Linked DNA regions of Mus musculus: region 2 is linked to region 1. Evidence: chromatin contacts called from public Hi-C data. All regions are on one chromosome and are shown on one strand. The core of a region is the stretch at or near the end of the contact, and the rest is flanking DNA. Distances in the headings are between cores, read along the strand shown.

What was found. Hi-C and Micro-C count contacts between places; a contact is called where the count stands out from the background.
Region 2: a Hi-C map of cerebral cortex shows a contact between it and region 1, with 1.8 times the contacts expected there. The contact joins the promoter of Kcnf1 here to the enhancer-like site in region 1. A contact is called at or near these places in 3 of 39 promoter capture datasets (cranial neural crest, epiblast stem cells and macrophages), 2 of 484 Hi-C or Micro-C datasets (cerebral cortex and olfactory sensory neurons), 3 of 115 datasets of contacts at active chromatin or transcription factors (embryonic stem cells and forebrain) and 3 of 9 other capture datasets (embryonic stem cells, liver and pancreatic islet).

Annotation. Positions count from the first base shown.
Region 1 is chr12:17,128,898-17,133,815 of GRCm38.p6, forward strand. No RefSeq gene overlaps it. Among named protein-coding and RNA genes, the nearest start is that of Kcnf1, 46 kb to the right of the region's middle. Within about 2 kb of position 3,579, at least 4 of the 459 cell types and tissues checked have an H3K27ac peak or open chromatin away from gene starts, as enhancers often do. A contact at or near this core is called in cerebral cortex, where this site is marked.
Region 2 is chr12:17,174,241-17,179,121 of GRCm38.p6, forward strand. Kcnf1 (potassium voltage-gated channel, subfamily F, member 1) reads right to left here and starts at 2,648. Exons shown (of 1, transcript NM_201531.4): 1 at 1-2,648. The coding sequence starts at 1,978. The coding sequence ends at 461.

The sequences.
Region 1 (4,918 bases), core at 2,329-4,828:
CTCCTTTACCTACACACTGGGGATTTGACCTCTATCTCCACTCTCATTAATATGGGTGGCCTATTTGCTCTTATTAAAAGGAAAGGGGGAGATGTTGGGAGCCGCCCCCACATTCGCCGTCACAAGATGGCGTTGACATCCTGTGTTCTAAGTGGTAAACAAATAATCTGCGCATGAGCCAAGGGTATTTTATGACTACTTGTACTCTGCTTTTCCCGTGAACGTCAGCTCGGCCATGGGCTGCAGCCAATCAGGGAGTGATGCATCCTAAGTGAAGGGTAACTCTCTTAAAGAGGGAAGGGGTTTCGGTTTCATGATTGAGGGGCTTTCGTTTCTGGGGCTGGGCGCTGGGCGCTTGCTCTCCTGGCTCCCAAAGATGTAAGCAATAAAGTTTTGCCGCAGAAGATTTTGGTCTGTGGTGTTCTTCCTGGCCGGTCGTGAGAACGCGTCTAATAACAAGCTGGATCTCATGGAGGCATCTCCCCAACTGAAGCTCCTTTCTCTGTGATAACTCCAGCTGTGTCAAGTTGACACAAAACTAGCCAGTACACAATATCAACAATGAGCAACAATATCAACATAGTTAATTGATTGGTCCTAGGACAATGTCAAGAAAAATGTCAAGCTGGGCAGTGGTGGCACACGCCTTTAATCCCAGCACTCGGGAGGCAGAGGCAGGCGGATTTCTGCATTTGAGTCCAGCCTGGTCTTCAGAGTGAGTTCCAGGACAGCCAGGGCTACACAGAGAAACCCTGTCTCAAAAAAAAAAAAAGGAAGAAAAAAAAATGTCAAACTTTGAAATGGTTATGTATTAAATATGTTAACATATATGCATATATATTATACATGTAAACATGTATGTGAAGACATGTATTTAAGCACATATGATGTATAAATATACATGTATACACATGCACATATATAAAGCTGCATACATAATATATATTAACATACCATGCAAGCACACACAACATATACTCAAAGTAGATAGCTAGCTTTAGCTTGCTCAGATTCCCTGGGGTTATTCGATTATACAGATGTCTCTTTTTCATTATCTCTCATGATTATTCCACGTTTTAAAACTTAAAGTTATCCATGGAGACATGATGATAATGATGAACATAGCTCTTTTTCACAGAAATAAAAAAGTATCCAAATTACAAGTGACCCCCCCCCCAGGGGGAGAAATCAGGGTTTGCGTCTGTTATCAGCTTCATTTCTATTTTCTGATTGCATACAGCTATGTGTGACATCTGGGCCCCTCTTTGAACTGTTTTTCCCTTCCTTCTGGTTCTCTACTTAACAGTTTAGTGAAAGAGATAGATCAAATCTTTACCTTATACCATTGTATAGTTCTATCTGAGTCAATATTGTATTCATCAAAAACAACAAAATCTGACCAAACAGCAACAAGAATAAAAAGGGATGTCTTAATAGGCTTGAGAAGAACCAACCAGAATGTGGGGTGTTGGTTGGCATGCTTGTCTGTGAGCAGAAGTCTGCACTTATAAGAAAATGAACTGGACATTTTCAATGGCAGGGAGAGAGACAGACACACTGAGGCAGAGAGAGAAGGAATATCCTGGAGTCCCTTGGTGTTGCTGAGGTCTGGAGGTATCCTCTGATTTTCATACATCGAAACAACCATCAATGTGACAGTGTTGACAGATAAGGCCATTGGGAGATGACTAAGCCACCATCATTATCATCACCAGAGGGCCTCATGTTCTTGTGAGGTCACAGAAAGGAGTTCCTAGCCCTTCCTCCCTCCACCTTTCCTCGATGCTAAGGGTGTAGTAACCTGGACTTCGATCGGAAGCAGAGAAAACTCACTATAGACATTGCCTGCAGGGTTGTTGATCTTGATGTGACAAGTCTGCTTTGAGTGTCTGCTGCTTATAGATAAGGTCTATATCCTACCCGCTTAGATACAGGTCTAAGTATTTTGTTACAGTGGCAGGAGTGGGCAAGGACACCAATGTGCTGCCTGGATGATACTCACAGTAAAGTGACCTTTTCCAGGTGCCACTAAAGCTTGGCTTCATCTGCTATAACCAGGGGCCACCACAGAGCCCTTGTGCTGTAGACAGACAGACAAAGAAGCAGGGGACCTGTCTAAATCTCAACAGGTCTTCTGGGGAGCAGTAGGCAACAGAGATTAGCTGATACACAGCCAAGTGGAAGGAGGTAGCAGGGGGAGACATGCCCTGTGGCACAGCAGGGTGGACATTACTGAGATTGGGGGATTCATAGCAAGATGACAACCAGGCTTGAGGAAGAAGCTCAGAGCCACTGGCAAGCTAGTCACATCCTTAGAGGAGTACCCTTAATGTCCCCAGAGTGGAAGTGTCCTCAAAACGACTTTCTAACTGTACCAGGCACCATAGAGGACCATACCCTCCCCTGGGGACTGGCCATCACAAGCATGAGTTTGCTTTGCCTGTATTATAGGGCAGCCAGCCTCTCTTCCCTTGATAAAGCATCCATGGGGACCTATGACAATGTGTCATTTGCACCCCAAAGTCTAAGTATAAAACAAAAGATGGGCAGAAGCTACCATGGGAAGAGGAAAAGGAGCATTGTCAGGGCGTTGACAGCCCTGGTTATCCTTAGAGTCGCAGAGAATGTTTGAGGGGGGGTGCATTTTATTTCCTTATTAAAAAAAATTACCTAGTGATTACTGAGATGAGGAAGTGGTAGCTTGGTCTTCCTGGATACTTTGAACAAATGACATTAAGCCCGATGCATGTTACCTGAGGCTGCCTGCAGCACAGACCCGTGAGAAGACTAGACCAGAGTCCGTGAAGCATGGGTCTGTAACCTGGTTCGTCTGTGGGTTGGTCACGTGACCTCAGGCGAGCACCTAATTACCCCTGGGCCTCAGTTTTTTCAACCGCAAAATAGGGTGCACCTGTCATCTTTCGAGGCTGGTGGCTCTTGTGTTGAAGGACTGGTCTCTAGGTTATGGGTGCTATTATGAAGCAGTAGTATTGGGAATCGGGGCTTAGTGGAAGGGAGTTGGTCATTGAGGAACAGCTTCCCTCTCCCACCCACCCCGAACCTTGATGTTCTGCCTCAGCACAGACCCAAAACCATGGGTTCAAGCTACTGTAATGGAAACTGTGAATCAGAAGAAAACTTGCTTCACAGTTGATTTCCTTGAGTATTTTGTCATAGCATTGGAAAGCTAACACACCATTCGATGACGAGAACTGCACATGGTGTGTGACAGACACCCTGACAGTACAGGGTGACAACTGAGGCCTTGCAAGGAAGTGGGCTCCTCACATTTAGCCCATCCTTAATAATCCCTGCTCACTCTCCCTTCCAAGAAGAGGCAGGCAGTGCAAGAGCCGTATCTTTTCCAATATTCTAATTTGATTTAAATTGACTTTCACGCAGAATGAGGCCAGCTGGGAATCTATATAGAGGGCTGGTCGGTCCCACGCAGCTGACAAAACAGCCCAAAGTGGGTATCTTTGCCGAGTTTTACTAGCCCTCTCTCTCCCTACTGCCTTTAGAATTCCACCTTTAGAGCGTCAATCCTCCATTCTAAAACGTGTTGTGTAGCAGTCTTGTCTGTGCTTGTGTGCTGATCCCCTGAAACTACAGCAGCCGAATGCACTGTTTTCCACATCCCAGCTCTGCCTGGAAGCAGCTGCATGCCCAGACTCCTCCCACTCAAACTCCTCCCACTCAAACTCCTCTTAAGCATGGTTGCTTATCTCTATTGTTATTAGGTACCTTTCCCTGTCTGCTCGGTTTGTCTGAACTAAAGCTGAGGGCACCAGTTCTCTGGGTGATGAGAGATCTGATGGAGATGCTGTGACAGGAAGTGGGACCTGGAGCATGGCAACTGGGCTTCCGATGAGAGCGGCCTTGTTGTGGCTGCCCTCAGCACTATAGATGACTCCCACACTGAGCGTTTTCTATCAAGTGCTTGGGGGTCATGATATCTGGCAGGCAAATGCCAATGCCTCCAGTAGGCTGCCCTACCCATAGACTCTCCTGCTCACTCGTCTAGATCCTGCCAGTGGGAGCTAAGCTGTGTATTCTTGAATGGCTTAAAAATAAGTCCAGTTTCTATAAAACCCATAAATATATGCTAGTTAAAAATGAAAACAGACAAACAAACAAAAACAAACCTTTAAAAACAATCAGACTGAGTCATGGAATGAGCCTTCACCATCATTCTATTTCAGAATAGTTTGTGTTCATATAGAGTAGACTTTAAAGACTGAGATGGCATTCATGACCCCCATAGGTGAGTGTCTATCAGAATCAGGGGCCTTTCTACTATCAGGGACACTCACTCTCCTAGTTGACTGTGTAGAGAATCATCTGCATACCGACTGGGGGCATGATAGAGAATGGTAACTTTGGGTACTGTAGTGAACCTGAGACCTGCAAAGACCTACATGTGCCCCACTGGTCTTTCTCAACAAGTCATGAGCCTCCCCGCCCCCCTGCCACCCCAAGCAAAGTAAGGAGTCCTACAGATATGTCACTGCAAAAGTCAGGCACAGAGCAAGCACCAGCGAATGGAAGTCTCTATCCCTCCCTCCCTTCTTTTTACCAAGCAATGGGCAGGCACAAAGCTGCTGAATGGATAAACATTGAACAGCTAAAAGGAGCCAGTTTCAGTTCCAAACGGTCCCACGTGGAGGCGGCCTACACACTTGTGTAGAGTTGGAGAGGGCTGTCCAAATCCTGTTCTTTGGCCGTGAGCTGCATGGCCTGATGTGAGTATTCAGTACCATCCTGTGTGGAATGGGGTAGAAGCCATCTACCTGGTGCTCTAGTGAGGATTTAGAGAGACTATACAGTATCTTATGCCTTTTTGAAGAGAGATTAGGACACATGATCAGTCTGTCAGACCCACCAGTGCAGGAGGCTAGAGCAACAATTCCTGGGACTC
Region 2 (4,881 bases), core at 1,398-3,897, 44 kb after region 1:
CAAGGCGCCTTGGAGCTGAACCTTGCCTTGCAGCCCTTCTTTAATTAGCTCTCAACTAAAAATAGCTACCCCCCACTCCCTCTGGAGCTGCACACCTCCTTCCTGGCCTGGCACTAGGGTGTGCAGTAGTCACTCTTGGGGTAACCAGCCTGAGACAACCCACAGCACGGAGGGTATGCTGAACAGGAGGTTTTATTGAGGGGGACACAAAAGCAGATGTGAGCTCATGCCAGGCCATCTGATAGCCCAAAGTGGCCCTGTGGCTCCTGCACTCCCCAGGTCCCCTGTACCTGGACAGCTGGCACCCAAGGAGTCTTACCCAGTCTTGGCAAAGGTCTGCTCAGGGGAGGGCTGGAAGACACAAGCAGCTCCTCTGAAACCACAGACGTGCCTACTGACATGTCTACCCAATGGTTTGTCCATCCACAGCCCAGTCCGTCCCTGCCAGGGAGTCCAGCTCTCACTTGCAACTCTGTAGGCGGGTCCTATGATGCTTCTCCTCTGTCAGCAGGGGAATGAAGGTATCGCTGTGTGAGAGCTTCAGCCGGCTACCCCAGCTTGGCCCCTCCCTGGCAGCAGGCTCTGGGGGCAGGGTGTCCAGGTCGCTGCGAGAACCCCCGGGCTTGCCTTCTGCACTGCTGGAGTTGAGCTCCATCAGCTCCAGCTCATGCTTGGCTGCCGTCTCCAGGACACGTTGTTTGTTGTAGTACCTGACAAAGTTGTTAATGATGGGGTGAATGGGCAGGGCAATGGCAATTACCCCACACAAGAAGCTGATGGCTGCGTTGAGCTTGCCCAGAGTGGTCTTGGGGTAGATGTCACCATAGCCCACTGTGGTCATGGTGATGATAGCCCACCAGAAGGACTGGGGGATGCTCTTGAACAGAGTTTCAGGATGGCTCTGCTCCATGGTGTAGCCCAGTGCGGAAAAGACGAAGATGCCCACGGCCAGATACATAAGCAATAGCCCCAGTTCCTTGAAACTGCGCTTGAGGGCGTAGGTGAGGGTCTGCAGGCCGGAGGAGTGGCGGGCCAGTTTGAAGATGCGTGCGATGCGCATGATCCTCAGGGCCTGCACTGCCTGCTGTACGTTGGTCAGCTCCATCATTCTTGCGCCCAGGTGCGTGAGTGTGAGGCTCACATAGAAGGGGAGAATGGCCAGCACATCCACGATGTTCATGAAGGACAGGGCAAAGTGAAGCTTGTTGGGCGATGAGAAGAGGCGCAGCAGGTACTCCAGAGTGAACCAGCCGATGCAAGCCGTCTCTACGTTCTCCAGCGTTGGGTGCTCCACGCGGTTGCCTTCGGAGTCCACCACTTGCAGCTCGGGTATGGTACCCATGCACATGACCACGGAGGAGACAAGGATGAGCAGGAAGGATAGAACCGCCACCACCCGCGCAGGGCATGAAGACTCCGGCTTCTCTAGGAACTTCCAGACACACTTCTGGCAGCGGCGCCAGCGGCCCTCAGCAGCGTCAACACCCAGGTCGTCCAAGATGAGCTGCACCCTGCGCGCGATCTCCTCCAGCTCCTCGCGCTTCTCGCTCAGATGGCTCTTGCAACAGTCATCCAGGAATTTGAGGTCCACCTTCCAGAAGTCCATCTCGTTCTTGAAGCAGATGGGGCAAATGCCCTTCTTCATGTGGACCTCCCCGAAATAGTATACCTCAATGACACACTTGAACGCGTCTGGGTCCCGGTCAAAGTAGAATTCGCGCTTGCCCGGATCGTAATCGTCGCACAGAGAGAAGATGGTGTCGTAGCCCCCCGCCAAACAGTTGATGAGCTCTGCCAACCGGGTCTCAGGGTACTGGCTGAGCAGGTCTCCGTAGAGCACCTGCCGCACGCCCCCCACATTTACCACGATCTCAATGTCTTCGCCTGCCACGGAGTCCTGGCTGCCTGGCTCCGGGAGGCTTTGCTCAGCAGATGCGTCCATGCTCCCCGCGGGTTCGCTTGCAAGCCCCGGTTCCATGAGCCCTGCCGCAGCCGCTGCCAATGCGAGGCCCTAGGGGACAACAACCACCTGCCGGAAAAGGCACTCACAGCGGGCGGAGGCAGGCTGGGGCGCGCCGCAAGGGAGCCATGCACCCAGTGGCGGGGCTGCACGCGGGCATCCAGGAGCGCTGGCGGGGGACTCTGCGGCCGGTGGCCTCCGGTGACACTCACCCACGGGCTCCTTCAGCTCGGTCCGGGACAGGACTTGGTTCTTCTCGTAGGCAGCGTCCTCCTTCCCCGGTTGAGCGGCAGAGGTGGGTCAGCCCGAGAGCTGCGCGATCCGGGCTGTATAGAGAGCTAACTTGGAGTGGCTTTGCCGGAGCGGGTCCGAAACACAATAGGAATTCCAGCCTGACGTCAAACGCTTTGCTACTGTACCCTCTTCTGGTGAGATTTCGCACCGCACGCGCTGCAGCTGCCCAGGAATGAGTTAACCCTTGGGCAGACCTGCACAGCTGCCGCCGCCCTGCCACCGGCGCCACCCGCTGAGTCTGAGGGCTCAGAGGTTAAGATCCAGAGCTTTAAGGCCAGCCCGGCTCAGGCTGCCAAATCCCTCCTGCCCAGCTAGGTGAGAGAGGAAAGAGAACCTCTGTTGCTTACCAAGTCCCTCAAGGGGCAGCCGCGCACTCCTTGGGCACACTCCTTCTGTCCTAGGCTTCGGTAGGCCCTGGATAAGTCCTTGACACTCCTAAGCACTGCCCTGCTGGTGGTGGTGTGACCTTGTACCACAACTTGTCCCAGCCTTCACAATAAAGAGGAAATTGCTTCAGGTCACAAGATGAAAAGGGAGGAAAGCTTAGCCATCACTTCACCCAGGGTTCTCCTGCTAGCCTAGCTGCTAGCTTCCAGCAGGACAACATCATCACCATTAGCTCCCAGAGCCTTGGATTCCTATGACCCCTGTGCCCATAACCCCCTCTACTTTGAGAGAAATCAGTTCTTCCAGTTGGATGCCCCTATATTCCCTCTCATCTTTCCTGAGGCAGAGAACATCTCTGGTTCAAATCCAGGTTCTTGACCATCGGGGTTATCAACCCTGGATCTAGCTATGGCCTGGAATTGGATTTAAAAACATAAGCTGGGCCGAGATGTAGCTCAGTTTGGTAGAGTCCTTTGCCTAGCATGCATAAGGCCCTGTGTTTGTTATCCCGTACCACATAAACTGGGCTTGGGATGTGGGGGTGGGGGTGAGGTGGGGGTGAGGTCTATGATCCAAGCTTTCCCTCACTTAGGAAAGGAGGGCAAGGTCAGAAGTTCAAGGTTATCCTCTAGAGGTGGAAGCTATCCTAGGCTAGGGATTCTCTCATACACACACACACTGACACACACACACACACACACACACACACACACACACACACACAGTTGGAGAGATGAACAGGAAGAGCCAGTAAGAGGGGTGAATAGGACAGTTAAGCTATTCTGTTTGATTGTGTGGTGGCAAACATGTCATTCACACTTGTCAAAACCCACAGGATGCACAAAAGCAAGAGGGGGTCCTAAAGGACACTTTGGCCATGTGGGTAATGACAGATGCTCCATTCCTGGAATTTCCTCCACTGTGACAAGCATTTCACTCCTACAGGGATGTTGACAGTAGAGGGAGGGGGTACTGATTGTGGGGGAAGCTGTAGAGACAAGGGTCTGGGAAACTGCATTTTTCTGTACAAATTTTCTGTGACTCTAAAACTGCTTGTTGAAAAAGACCATTAAAATGTGTTCTGTAAGCTGGATTTCTTAGCCGCTCAAGACCATGCCTGTTTATGAATCATGAAACTGGTATACTGGGCCACTAGCAGTATTTTCTTTAATGGGGTGATATAAAAGTCAGATGCAGTAGAATACAGTACACAAATTTTTATTAGGGAAATATTTTAACAATTTTGATTTTATTTCCATTTAGCACCTCTCCATGGTGTGTTACTCTGAATAGGAAATTGAGGATGAGAAAGGTTGAATGGCAATAACAGTGAACACTAATATAAGAGCACTGTACCCCTAGCACTCTGGGTGCCATGTGTGTGTGTGTGTGTGTAAATATATATACATTATATGTGTGTATATGTATATATACACATATGTGTATATATATGTGTGTGTGTATATGTATATATACATATACATACATACATATATATATATATTTTTACTCAGTTACCAGCTGCTCTCTGAGAAAATAAGGTATCAAGTAACTGCCACCATCACCCACTGCACTTGGGATTTAGTCTGCTAGGCTCCAAGGCCCCTTTCCTTGGTAGGCAACCAGCCCACCATCTCCACACCCTTGGGTCCATATTGTCTGTGCTAGTGCTCCTTGCCCTGTCCTGTTCTTCTACATACCAGCAGAGTCCAGTGCAAAGAGCATCTAAGTCTGAGCTTTATGGGCTTAAAAAAGCCATCCTTGCTCACATGTTCAAATATTTACTGAGGTTCTGTGCATGTATACATGCCACACCCACCCTAGGTAAGCATAGAATTCATAATCTACTGGAGAGATAGATAGATATGTATATTTATATATACACATATATAATACACACATATATATAATACACATAGATATATATCTACATATACATATAGATAGATATATAATAAGTATAGTTAGGGCATAACAAGAGAGGGAAGAATTATGGGGTGATGCTTCCTGAATTCCCCCAAAAGTGATGCATAAAAATTGGATATGGTAGAGACAGGAGGATTAGGGGTCCAAGGCTATCCTTGGCTGCATAGTGAAATTGAAGCTGGCCTGGGGTACAATGCACCTTGTCTCAAAAACAGACAAAGCTGACACTGTCCACAGTGTTCCCGTGGTTTGATATCACAGTGCTGATGGAACCTCAGCCACCACCCCAGGTACCATCACTGTGTGGGGGTGTT